Linked DNA regions of Bicyclus anynana: region 2 is linked to region 1. A link is a contact called in public Hi-C data. All regions are on one chromosome and are shown on one strand. The core of a region is the stretch at or near the end of the contact, and the rest is flanking DNA. Distances in the headings are between cores, read along the strand shown. Region 1 has its middle 28 kb from the start of LOC112058384. Region 2 overlaps LOC112058347 (protein doublesex).

What was found. Hi-C and Micro-C count contacts between places; a contact is called where the count stands out from the background.
Region 2: a Hi-C map of whole larva shows a contact between it and region 1, with 2.2 times the contacts expected there. The contact joins two enhancer-like sites.

Annotation. Positions count from the first base shown.
Region 1 is chr21:7,523,837-7,530,521 of ilBicAnyn1.1, reverse strand. No RefSeq gene overlaps it. Among protein-coding and RNA genes, the nearest start is that of LOC112058384, 28 kb to the right of the region's middle. Within about 2 kb of position 2,956, at least 6 of the 8 cell types and tissues checked have open chromatin away from gene starts, as enhancers often do.
Region 2 is chr21:7,678,316-7,685,150 of ilBicAnyn1.1, reverse strand. It overlaps LOC112058347 (protein doublesex), which reads left to right. Exons shown (of 5, transcript XR_008251952.1): 2 at 1,180-1,323. Among protein-coding and RNA genes, the nearest start is that of LOC112058347, 82 kb to the left of the region's middle. Within about 2 kb of position 2,845, at least 2 of the 8 cell types and tissues checked have open chromatin away from gene starts, as enhancers often do.

The sequences.
Region 1 (6,685 bases), core at 1,707-4,206:
GCCAGCGTGGTCGACTATATACCTTACCCCTCTCATTTTGAGAGGAGACTCGAGCCCAGCAGTGAGCCGAATATAGGTTGATGACGACGACGACACCTTCATTTAGGTGTTCTAAAAGTTGTTTCAAAAGTCTTCAGTTCAGTTCTTATGAACACATAAGGAGCCTTTTGAAACAACTGTTTAAGATACACACATAACATAACAATATTATATGTGTATCTTGTAGTCTCTATGTGGTTAAATGAAGTTGTGATAATTAAAAAATAAATACAATCCATTACTGTTAGTGTCTGTTAATCGCAGACTGCCGCAAGAAACGCACTTATCTGAAAACGCCAATGTAGGTATCTACTTCACACCGCAGGAATTGACTTTATCGCATCTACTCAAAGTAGAAAATATTCACATTTCTTACACGCAATTGAAATATTTGATCAATATTAAAAGAGGACATTCCAAGTTTTTCGCAAGTTGCTCGATCGGTATGCATTGATTAAAAGCGATTCATTACTGTCAGTGTAAAATTCGTCGCAATGATTAGCACAAGAACGTATAAAGAGTTTTGCCGAGCCAATGACGACGCTCGGTTTGTTGTTCCCGCACTCTAAAGGGCAAGAAGGCATACCACTGGTTCTTCTGATTGCAATGACGAGTGCAACCGCCATATTTGAGGCCGTGAATGTCGCTCACGTATCAGCTTTTTTAGGTAAATAAAAAAGTGTCGTTTAGACAGAGCATAAATCATCTGTCAACGCTTATAAGGCGACGATGAAGTTTCACCGCAGAACGCCGTAGGAAACGCGCGGTGGTACTAAAAATGGCAGTGATTTACCGTATTGGAGCTGACAAAAACGTGCATTTTTAATTCAGCTGTAGCGACAAACTTTGAATCTTCCACAGCGAAAACGTTTCATTTCATTTATGGTCAAACACGTCTCATTACTCTGTAATGTAAACTTAAAGACTGGCACGACGCACGCAATGTTGAAAATGTGTTTTTTCTTCAAATTTTTCTAAAGTCACAGCTGCGCCAAAAACGTAATCAAAAATCTTAATGAATATTATATTAGTAATATCGGATACTTTGGATTTCTTCAATGTGATAATGCTTAATTTATTATCTCTTTTCATGGACTTGTAACGAAAAACTGACTGACTGACATATCTTAATAACATGCTCTTACTAATATATCATTAGCACCCTATTTTAATCAGGCCCAACGAAGGGCAGGACATTTCTTGTAGGAAAGCCGATTTGGATTTGGACTCCTCTACACAAAAGCGGGATGGCAAGCTTGTCAATGGCTGGATTGATCGATCACTGACAGAATAATAATTAATATATTAATTATAATGATTGGGAGTGATTGCTCAATTTAATTTCTGAGATAAGGAGGTGAGGGTGTAACTAAAAACTTCCCAGCTATGGGCTGTGATTGTTAATTTATTGGAAGAAAGAAATGTTGAGTATTTCATAGTTGAGGATTCGTAAACAGGAACTCATGATCCAAAGCCACAATGGCTAACTGACCTAAGCCAAAATGTATTCATTTAAGTGGCGTGCACACAGTTTTTAACCAGAGTAGGGACTGCACCATAAATGTACAAAATGGAAAATTCCTTCTTCAAAACAGCTTCGTAATGTAGCTTCAGAGGGTAGGCAATGAATATTCGCGTCTATGAAGTGCACGACAATGTTTATAGTTTGCAAGCACTTTCGAAACGTCAGGTTCGGTGAGGTCGATTATTAGGTTTTTTTTTCTTTAAAAAAATATTATTATTAAATTGTATTAGGAATGGGTACGACAGTAGATCAATGGGGCGAGAATCGAACCTGTTGAGCTGTTGAGGCAATTAGTGATGATTAATTAGTCGAAAACTTAAAATTATAGTGACGATTATAGCGCCTTGGTCTTGCTCACTGGCTGAGTTCAGCCAGGTTTTTTCTTTTTTAGTTTATCATTGACTTACAATATTATAAGTAGCCAGTCATATCATTACGAATACAAAGCATAACTGAAACTAAAAAAAATTAAAGTGCATGATACTTTTTTACTCATAATTAATTTGGGTCTCTACATTTTTAAAAGTCAAGGATATTTGGCGACACTGTTCTGTATCTATGTTTGGCTAGGCTATAAAAAGCTGATATGTATAATAGTGGACCCTTCTACTAAAGGCCTGTGCACACCACGTTTTTTAAACGCTCCGTTGACGCGCGTTTTAGAAACGTGCGTCGATGGCACGCTTTTATTCTATACTAGCGGACGCCCGCGACTTCGTCCGCGTGAAACACTACTACTACTACTACTACCCTACCCTACTCCCACTCTAAAGCTACTCTACCAGGGGATGAGTAGGGACCCAACCCCACCCCTACCTTACCCCTAATTTTACTCCTACCCTAACCCTACCAAAGCCCTGCCCTACCCTACTCCTACCATACCCCTACCCTACCCCTACCCTAATCCTACCATACCCCTACCCTACCACGCGACGGAAGCTTAAAAAATGGAGTAACTTCTCCCGTTTTCCCAACATTTCCCTTCACTACTCTGCTCCTAGATTGTAGCGTGATGAAAAGTATACTAAAACCTGCCCAGGAGTATAAAGAATAATTGTACCTACTAAGTTTCGTTAAAATCCGTCGAGTAGTTTTTGTTTCTATAAAGAACATACAGTCAGACAGACAGACAGACAAAAGTTTTACTGATTCCATTTTTGGCATCAGTATCGATCACTAATCACCCCCTGATAGTTATTTTGGAAATATATTGCATATACAGAATTGACCACTCTACAGATTTATTATAAATATAGATAGAGTAGATTGTTGTCGTTTGTATTAATACACACGCGCTTTAGCTTCGCGTTTGTATCGCTACAAAAAGGCCTTAAGTGTTGTCTTTGACCAACTTTAAAAGTGGCAACATTTTCCGCGCGCTGTTGGCTCGCGACCGGATCGCAACATTGTTGCGGGTTGCAGTTTTTATACGGCCGGCCGGTATGATCCTGCCTCGATACATTGGCACATTGACCGACATTTTTAACCGGCTTTGCGAAAGAAAGTTATTTATTCCTATGACGTTTTATTGCATTTGTTTATTTTATATTTGTTATATTGTTGGTTGTCACCATAATCATCATCATATCAGCCGATGGACGTCCACTGCAGGTCATAGGCGTTTTGCAGGGACTTCCAAACATCACGATCCTAAGCCGCCTGTATCCAGCGAATTCTAGTGCAACCGCCGCTTTCTAGTGCGGGGTCGCCATTCCTTGGGACCGTGGGACCCCAACGTCCATCGGCTCTTCGAACTATGTACCCCGCCCATTGCCACTTCAGCATTTTTTAGGACATTTTTATTAAATCGGGTAATCTTAATGAAAGAATAAATAATTAACGTATGTAAAACCTTCGTCTACAAAACAAATAAAACATTATTTATAAAAATAGTATCATAATACAATGGTAATTTAATTCGCAATATTTTACAAAAATCAGGTCCTCAAAATATTAATTACAGCAGCATTGAAAATAAAAATAATAAAAAAATAAAAAAATATAACTAACCTAATTAAGTAGGATGTTCCTTTGTAACTTTAAGCAGATAAAATCTATTCTAATATTATATATATATATAAAGCTGAAGAGTTTTTTTGTTTGATTGAACGCGCTAATCTCAGGAACTACTGCTCCGATTTGAAAAATTCTTTCTGTATTAGATAGCCCATTTATTGAGGAAGGCTATAGGCTATCTTTTATCCCCGTATTCCTACGGGAAAGGAAACCACGCGGGTAAAACCGCGCGGCGTCAGCTAGTGTCTCATAAAGAGCTGGGGCGTAAGATTTGCACAATATTAGTCAAGTTCCTAGAGACTTAGGATGTATGTTGTTCAAGTTTTGTTTTTGTTACAATACGGTTTGACATGTCAACATGTTATATGAGTTGAGCTGAGTTTGTTGTGGTCTGTTCTCGGTCCAAGGCGATTTTGGAACCTTCGTAACTTTAATTTTAAGTTTTCGACTATTATTACCACCATTAGATTAATGCACATTTGAAAAAAGTTGACGTCGTGCGTCGTTCCCTCGCTCTAAGGTTGCCAACTTTTTTTTACAAGAAATAAAGTATATTCTGGTCTGAAGATTATTAAACAGTATTTTAGAAAAACGAACATTTTCTTTTCAAAAATGTAACCATTCCATCAGTATTTTCTTATGACGTTGTCACGCTCAACTATCGTCAGTAAACCGACTTTACAGACAACCTATTTTTTATAAAACATCAAACACCAATACACTGTGAGCGTAGTATATTGTTGTTTCGCGTGCAGCCATACCTGTTGCTATCCGTGTGTAACTGAACCACGGACGTATAGAAAACTAGAAATAATATATATTTGTTGCAACTCTACCGGCACTATTAGGAATGCTACATTATAAACGAAACGGGTCAATTAAGGATTTATCATCATCATCATCATTATCAACCCACATTCGGCTCACTGCTGAGCTCGAGTCTCCTCTCAGAATGAGAGCGGTTAGGCCGATAGTCTACCACGTTGGCCCAATGCGGATTGGCTGACTACACACACGCAGAAAATTAAGAAAATTCTCTGGTATGTAGGTTTCCTCACGATGTTTTTCCTTTACCGTTTGAGACACGTGATATTTAATTTCTTAAAATGCACACTACTAAAAAGTTGAAGGTGCATGCCCCGGACCGGATTCGAACCCACACCATCCGGAATCGGAGGCAGAGGTCATATCCACTGGGCTATCACGGCTCAAGGATTTATATTATCTATGAATTAATCGACTTGACCTTATTGAGCTGCTGAGAATCGCTTGAAGCAAACGACTTCAGGACTTGTTTGGAAGAATTCATCAAGAAAATCGGCCTCCATGGCGCAGTGGTATTGGTATAAAGTGGTGGATTTACAAGCCGAAGGTCCTGGTTTCGATCCCCGGCTAGGCCGATTGAAGTTTTCTTAATTGGTCCAGTTGTGGGTGGTGGGAGGCTACCGCGTACCACCAAGCTTTTTAGCGTACTATGTTGTGTAGAAACTTAAAGGTTCATCCTATTCTTAACAAATTAGCCCGCTTCTATCTTAAACTGCATCATCAATATTCATCGGATGTAATTGTAGTCAAAGGCTAACTTGGAAAGTAAACGTAAATCTTGATAATTTACTTTCTTAGCTAACAATTTAGAAGTTCATCAACATAATTATAAGGTCTACTTTAGTAATATTTCGACCGTGGCTTAGTAAATACGCGCCAGTAAGCAATTAGGTAATCTGTTATGATACGACTAGTCAGTCGAAAACGAAGATTTAGTTGTCTATAACAAAAAAATACAAGTAGAACTACCTAGACAGAAAATATAATAGTACAGCAAGTACTTCTGTTTAGCTAGAGCTCATGAAGTCTTAGGTTCAAGAACAGAGTCGGAGTATGAAAATAAGATTGTGTAGGTATTTGATATTGGGATCCTTTGCATATATAGGCAAGATAGTTGGAAAAAGGACACCAGGGCGACAGTGACGTAAATGGATGGACTATAAGGAGTGGACCAAGAGTAATTACAGCCAGCTGATCGCCAAAGGGAAATGCCCATTCTCGGTCCAGCCTACCCTTACCGTCCAGCAACTTGCTTATATTCAAAAAAATCTAGATAATTCTACGTTAATAATGAAATTATTACTTTATCAAAAAAGATTGCAACAATGTTTTACGACATTTCTTATAATTCTGCTTTAATTTGTCCACAACGGGGACAAGCCTGGATATTATGATATTTATTTTGAGACTTAGTATTACTTTGTTTGTTCGTTTTCTTACTTATCATAAACTTGTACCTTTTCCAAGTAAGCCCGAATTCATTTTAGATTGCATTACCATTACCATTAGATAAAATCGCAGTCAAGCGCTTATAAAAGAATGAAAAAAAAAGACAGCCCCGTAACCATGAAAAATGATAAATGATGATAAAAATCCGACACGGACATAGTGTGAAATAGATCCAGACCCTACTTTTCCATATCAGAATTCAGACTAGTCAATGATTCGGATCTTATTCCGATCAGATACAGTGCAAAAAATTCCAACTTAACAGAAACGAGAAAGAACATGCCATCAAGCCTTTACATTTTAAGATTTATTACTATTACCCCCTTTTGTAGTAATTAAGTTATGTTTTAAATATGGATGTGTCCCTTTTTTGTTTTTAGTATAAACTGTTGAAGTTTTAAACTTGTTCTAATTCATAAGTTTGTCGCGCAATGCAGGGAGAGCCGCAAGATTTATAAGAAAGACTAGCCTCTACCCAAAACTATTTTCTTAGTCTTGGTGACACTTGTTGTTCTTTATGTAAGTACTTGTATCACGAAATGAAGATTTTTTAATTGTCAAGGTACACTTGTTATAAGTATTTTCAAATTTAAAAACGACAATAAATGTGTTATTTAACATTGAGTCGTTTACGCCCAAAACAGTTAAGACATTCATTTCTCAGCTTCCGTCAATTAAAGATATTTTTAAATAACATATTTTTGGAGTTTAACTTACGAGAGTTATACAAGTAAATACCGCGTGTACACGTATGTATTGCGCAATTTTAGAAGTAGAATAAGAAATACTTTACTGCACACAAAAACACAATAATAAATAAAACATTAAAAA
Region 2 (6,835 bases), core at 1,596-4,095, 150 kb before region 1:
ACGAGTTCTAAGAACAATAACACTTTTGTTCGCCGAACTATAGACTTCCGTTTCGTGGTATAGCACTTGAATATTCATTTAGAAGTATTCCATTGCGGTTTCGTGATAAGAATAACACTACTTATTTAAATCATCATCGTATCAGCCGATGGACGTCCACTGCAGGACATAGGCCTTTTGTAGGGACTTCCAAACATCACGATTCTGAGTCGCCTGCATCCAGCGAATCCTTGCGACTCGGTTGATGTCGTCAGTCCACCTGAGAAGGGGTCGACCAACACTGCGCTTTCTAGTGCAGAATTGCCATTGCCTTGGAACCCTAACGTCTATCGGCTCTTCGAACTATGTGCATCGCCTATTGCCACTTCAGCTTCGCGACTTGTTGGCTATGTCGGTGACTTTGGTTCTTCTGCGGATCTCCTCATTTCTGATTCGATCACGCAGAGATACTCCTAACTTATTTCGTTCCAACGCCCGCTGTGTGACTTATTCATTATCAGCCTACTTTTAAGGAGCGAAAGTAGGGATTTAGAGTTTAGACCCAATCCGTTAGGTAGGTACTCCAAAATGTTGGCGATTTTTATTTAAAAGAAATGAATATTTGCGATATCTTATTAAATATGACCGATATTTCCATTTCCCTCCAACTAGTCGGGAAAGACTGCATTAGGAGTGGGTACGACAATAGTCCAACGGCGTGGGTAACGAACCTCCACCCCTTGTTGATGAGTTCAACTGTTTTACCGTTGAGCTATTGAGGTTTATGATCACTGTAAGACTACAGTGATCATTAACTCGTATGCTAGTGATAATGACTGATTTTGCGAACGGTCACTGTCAGATGTTTGATGTGTTTAATTAACCAATTCCCCAACTGCGGGCTGCGGATATTTTTCTACTAAGAATATCTGGGAAGAAAAGAATACTCCATATATCTTATACTAACTAAAGTAACTTTGTAATGTTAAGGGTACATTACTAAGTTACTTTAGTAGGGGTATATATCCTAAAAACAATTAAAATTAAAAATTTTGATAGATACCGGGATTTCCTTCAGTAATATTGACCCCAATCACTTCACAGGACAGAAAGTATTTTCTTTTCGGTTCGCGAATACAATATGCTCAATTTTTTTTTTTGATAACACTTTGTAACATAAATTCTTTTCTTTCTTTTCAGCGGTGTCACTGGAGACCCTAGTTGAAAACTGTCATAAGCTCCTAGAAAAATTCCACTATTCGTGGGAGATGATGCCCCTCGTGCTAGTCATCCTCAACTACGCGGGCAGCGATCTGGAGGAGGCGTCACGGAAGATTGACGAAGGTAAGCGCTGGCGAAGGACAACGAATCTTTTTTAGTAACCTCGTTATGAACGGTCTCGTCGGGTAATAAATCATTTCTATTTGTCACTTACCATATGAAGTCACTTAGTGATGAAGGGTACGTAACAATAAAATAAATGTATCAATAAGTAACGTTAATTTTTTCAACGCATTGTACTTTGTTCATAAGCTTTACCGAGCTAACAAATGTTTGATATTAAACTATATTTAAGGGTTTTATGTTTCTTAAAAGTCTATTCTACCATAAAATAAAAACCTGAAAATTAAATATTTACTTCGGCATTCTTCTAATGCTTGAACCCGATTCCTTTTATGAGTTTTCTTATTAAAGTATAAATTATGTAACTGTTCACACCACTTCAGCAAATATCCGTTTACCGATAACTGTTCCGGTGCGTTGCATAATCCTGTCTCTATTGATTTATTTATCGAAGAGACAGTTCATAACGAGTTTACTATTTTAAGTTTTTCGCAGAGGCTTTAAATACAGTAAAGTGACAGAACTAACGCGTTTGTGTGTGTAAACTAAATGAATGTTAGTAAAGCAGAAACGCATTGTTAAGTTATTTCAGTGTGTGTATAAGTAATATAGAAACATGTTTACTAAAACATCGTTGCTAACCAGTCACAGGCAAATGATAATTTAAAAATATGTTTCCGTTCTGCTAACACTCCTTTAGTTTTACACTCTAACGGGGTTTTCAAACGCCTGTCTGTACACTTTATGTCTAAAAGCCCATGACTAATTTTATAAGAAAAAAAATTAAAAGACAGACTAATGGTGAAAGCATAGACGGAGTTCCTAAAAACATGCTCATTGAGTCGGTAACTTTTGAGAGCGGTAACTTCTATTGGATCGAGAGCCACATTTTAGGATAGCTAAAATTTCGTCAGTCTAGTATAGAAGTTATGGACTTTGGACCACAGTAGCTTTAGAAGGTTTCAAGGTTCCAGATGCTGAATTGTCTAAATTTGAAACATAATTTGTTTATTTTATTCACCGGTAATTTGTTATGAGGAATCATTTCTCAAATCGCCAGATCTTTAGTATCGTGGCAACATTGCCACTTTTGGGGACATGATTTCTCATATTATACCGAAGAAAATATAAAAAAGATACGTTTTATAGTTTACCCTTAGAAACCGTTAGAGGTATGGTATGAATAAAGTTGTACCTCTTCCAAGTTAGCCCTCTTACACCTTAGTGCATTGTCACTTCACATCAGCTGAGATCGCATGGCTAACTTGTCTTTAAATAAAAAAAAATATAGGCTGAAAGTTTGTTATCCTTCCTAAAATGTTTAATGCAGGCTCTGTATATAATATATCCTCTGGAACATTCTAGAACTCGAAAAACTTATTCAAAGATGAGGCCCGTAAATATCATTTTGACAAGCATGGAAATCGTTAATAAAAACCCGCAGTTTTATATTATGGACAGAACAATTCTCTTCCTGCTATGTTTTCCTTTTAGTCTGTGCTTTATAACTTGATTGGGATTTTTTGTATGAATAAAACTCGTCACTAATTAACGTTTGAGCTCGACGTACATAAAATACCAACGTTCCAAGCTGCCATTTTAGGGTTCCGTAGAAAAAAATAAAAGAGGGTTTCTTTTTTGTCTTTTAAGTAGGTACGTCGGTCCGTAGTTTAATTTAAACGCTCTTTGCATCATATTAATAAGTTGCAATTTAGCATAATTATACAATATACATATCGACGTTTCGTTGCATGTCGACAAAAAAAAACACCATTTTTTATTTGTTTAACATTTTTTAGAGTTACCTCGATTTTAGATAAAAATTATTTTTCCATTCATTTAATACACAATGTTGGTAATATAATAGTGCAATTTGGGATTGTTAATACCTGTTCTGCCACGTAATACCACGACTTTATTGTGACCAAACTTGTGAAATAAGAAATATTTCATGCCTTAGATTGAAGGTGGTTTTTGCTAGTCACTTTAGTATGTCCATACTACTTTACTGTTGTTTTTGTTATCTAATAACCAATTTATAATTACGAGTACCTTTCTACGGAACCCTACACTAACGTGGCTCACGCCCTTAGCTGGTTTTCAAAGTTTTAATTCACGATTATAGCCGAGTTTTATTAAAGACATACGCATGCATTGCAAATGTAAAGTTAAGTTAAGTTTAATTAATACAATATTATTATTTTTAATTACTTAATTGAATTTTTAATTTATGTTTAGCGTTAAAATGCTATGCGAAAGTGATTTCTAGTAGTGTGACTCAAAAAGCATTGAGATGGTCATAAATAGTTAAATAATTTCGAACAATATTTAGACAATAGCTATCTAGCTACTAATCTAGCCTATACAAAACATATTATGATTTTTTTATGAAAAAAAAACCAGCTTTTCAAGCATAGCATATTTATTCTCCAAAATTGCATAAACACCTGTCTACATTAGTGATGATTTAACTAATTTACCAAAGTGACTAATCGCTTGTTCGTGAAATTACCAAAAAAGAGTAATTTCAACGGCTTCATTTCTATGCGCGATCACACCTTCTGAAGTTTTCTGTATTCTGAGTTATGAGAAAAATAAAAATGGCGAATAGTATATGTCAAAGATTTCATTGCTCTATACGAGTACAAGCTATTATTGAAGCAGGTTGCGGCCTTCGCTTTCCTCCGAGAGAGCGATAGACGGTTGTTGCAATGTTTGCCTCAAAGTTACATATTCTGTGGTCCGGTCTCGAGTTACCTATGAGAGTGTTACCGTATCACCATACTTTAGCACCGACTTAGTAACCCGCATACCGTGTTACAAAAGCGTTTTACCTCAAAACTAAAGTAATAATAAGAAAAGGTAGAACATTGAAAAGCTTACATTATTTTTGATTAGTGATTAGTATGTAGCTACAGATCAGGAGGTGCTTGGTTCGACTCCTGGATCGTACAATATTGAGCTTCTTACAAGAAGTTAGTAATAAACCAAACCAATCCTTTCCCCCTCCCCCCTCCCCCCTCTATACGTAGGGAGGCTCTGAAAATAATGAAAATGATGTCATTATTTGAACGTGGGCATCCCTACAGATGACCACATCACTTCTAGCCATGTAACGATCTCTTTCGTTTCTCTTTATACAAACGCTAACGCTCCTAATTAAAAAAATAATACGTAATAATTATTCTGTATCGATCTACCGATTTTAAATCGCCCGGACGTGGACTCCAGCCACGATCACGGGGGTGACAACTAATCTCACCAATTCGATCCTAATGTCTCTATGCCAATGCCCAAATCTCACGCACTAAATCTATTAACTCTCCCTAAAAGTTTTCGTTTTCTCTAAGTTTTTCTTGCCCTTGAAATATAGTCTGGCAGAGACTTCTGAGGGCCTAGTGGCAGTTTGATACCGTGACGATCACGTTAACGTAAACGCGCATTTCTAAGGAATTAAAACAGCGCCATCTAGTGGCACTAGTGCACAACTGTTTCAATTCCATATAAATTCGCGTTTACGTTAACGCGATAGTAACAATATGAAAATATTGAAAACTCCCACTAGGCACACTGAACTCGCTACACTGAGATGATGCTGCTGCGGGTTAATAAAGCAGCCTACGGCAGATATCTATCACAATATTACAGTGTGTTTAACTCGATGTTTGTCAAAAAAGTGTTTCAAAATCATTTTTTTTTATTCAGTGGGAACTTATATTAATTTAAATTCGACATAATACATTTTCGATATTGTTTTTTTACATTATTATAAAAAAGTAATGGTATTAGTAATCTAAAATTAAACTAAAATTTTACCAATTAACTCATGCACCTTTTATATAATTATCATCCACTGCAGCCGTCTTATTAAATATCAAAGTACTTAAACATTAATTTTGTTACGACATAAAGACAAACAAACAATAAACACTTTATAATAAGGAATATTTTATATACTTAATGTGATGTTCAATCGTGGAGAACAAAAATTTATTTTTGCTGACTTGAACCTCTTAACAATAGGTCGTTTTATGAAACTCGTCCTGAACCATCTCAATACTTTTTGCCTTTTGATTTTATAATAAATAACATAATTGCCGTATTTCTTTTTAATTGTACATATTTTTGATATTGTTTGGTGGTGTTTTATTGTACTGTATTCTGTATCTAATTTTTTCGTTTTTCTAGCGAAATAATAAATTTCGCTAGAAAAACGTGTTTGTATTCTTGGCGTCATATAATGGTTGAAAAAAAAAACGGTGCAACTTTTTAATTTTTGTTTATAATTAATAGTATGTAGGTGTAGGTAGGTACTAACTAATAATGAAATTTAATAAATAAGTTTTTTTAATTTTACCACTAAATATTTTTTAAAGTATAAATCGTTTATTTTTAAAATGGTAAATAATTATTAGTTAAATATAAAAGATGAGTTTTCAAAATTCTACCCTTAACAAGCATTAAAGTTTCAAGTAAACGTATAAAATAGGTATAGCTTAATAGATTATAATAATACATGTAGTATGTGGTGTACTGCACAGAACATAAGAGCCTTTTAGCTTTCCCTAGAGATTAAGCTGAATAACTCTTCACAACCCCGCAATAAATCCTTAAGTACTGTTACTTCAGATACTCTTACCTACTTAAAATATCACCTTAGTATCAAACTATAGTACAGTATATCTATCTGCTTTAACCACCACACATGCATAAAAAAATGCCCTTTTCCCTTCACCTATATTATTGAAATATCTTTAAGGCAAGGCAAGCGTGATGTAATACCTCATCACTGCTTTCCATCAGTCATGATTCAAACGCAAGCCTTGAGATCATAAAAACACTAATAAAGGTCCGTTTATATCTACAGACATTTAGCGTGCCAGACACGTGCCGTGGCAGACAAAATAATATTCTTACATACAGTGTTACGCACAGACGTTGACAGACACGAAGACACGAGCCGCGCCCGGCCAGTATTCGCGGAAAGAATATTTTCTGTGCGGTTCATGTCTGTAGAGTCCTTTTTATGAACCTGAAATAAAATTGACTACGCCTTCCACAAATGACAATAAGACCGTCATTACCAAATGACAGTGAGCGCCATTAACACAATAGAGCCGCGTCTGGGGACTTCTTTCATGAAAAGGACTGTGTCTCTATCTACCTTGCTGGGCAGTGTAAATAGATGGTTTCTGTGGGTGTCTGCCACTCTACTTGTCTGTGACGCACTGTGTCTGTATATATAAACGGACGTTAACGTGGGGTGGCGGACTTCAAGTGTAAATATTTGATTTTATCATTATCAGATGTTACAAATGAAAGAAATTTAGGTATAATCCCGGTAATCTAGTCCATCAGGTGAGATTAGCTTAATAATAATATTAACAAAGGGCTTTTAAAAAATTAAATATCATGTGTCTTAATCGGTGAAGGAAAACATCGTGAGGAAACCTGCATACCAGAGAATTATCTTAATTCTCTGCGTGTGTGAAGTCTGCCAATCCGGATTGGG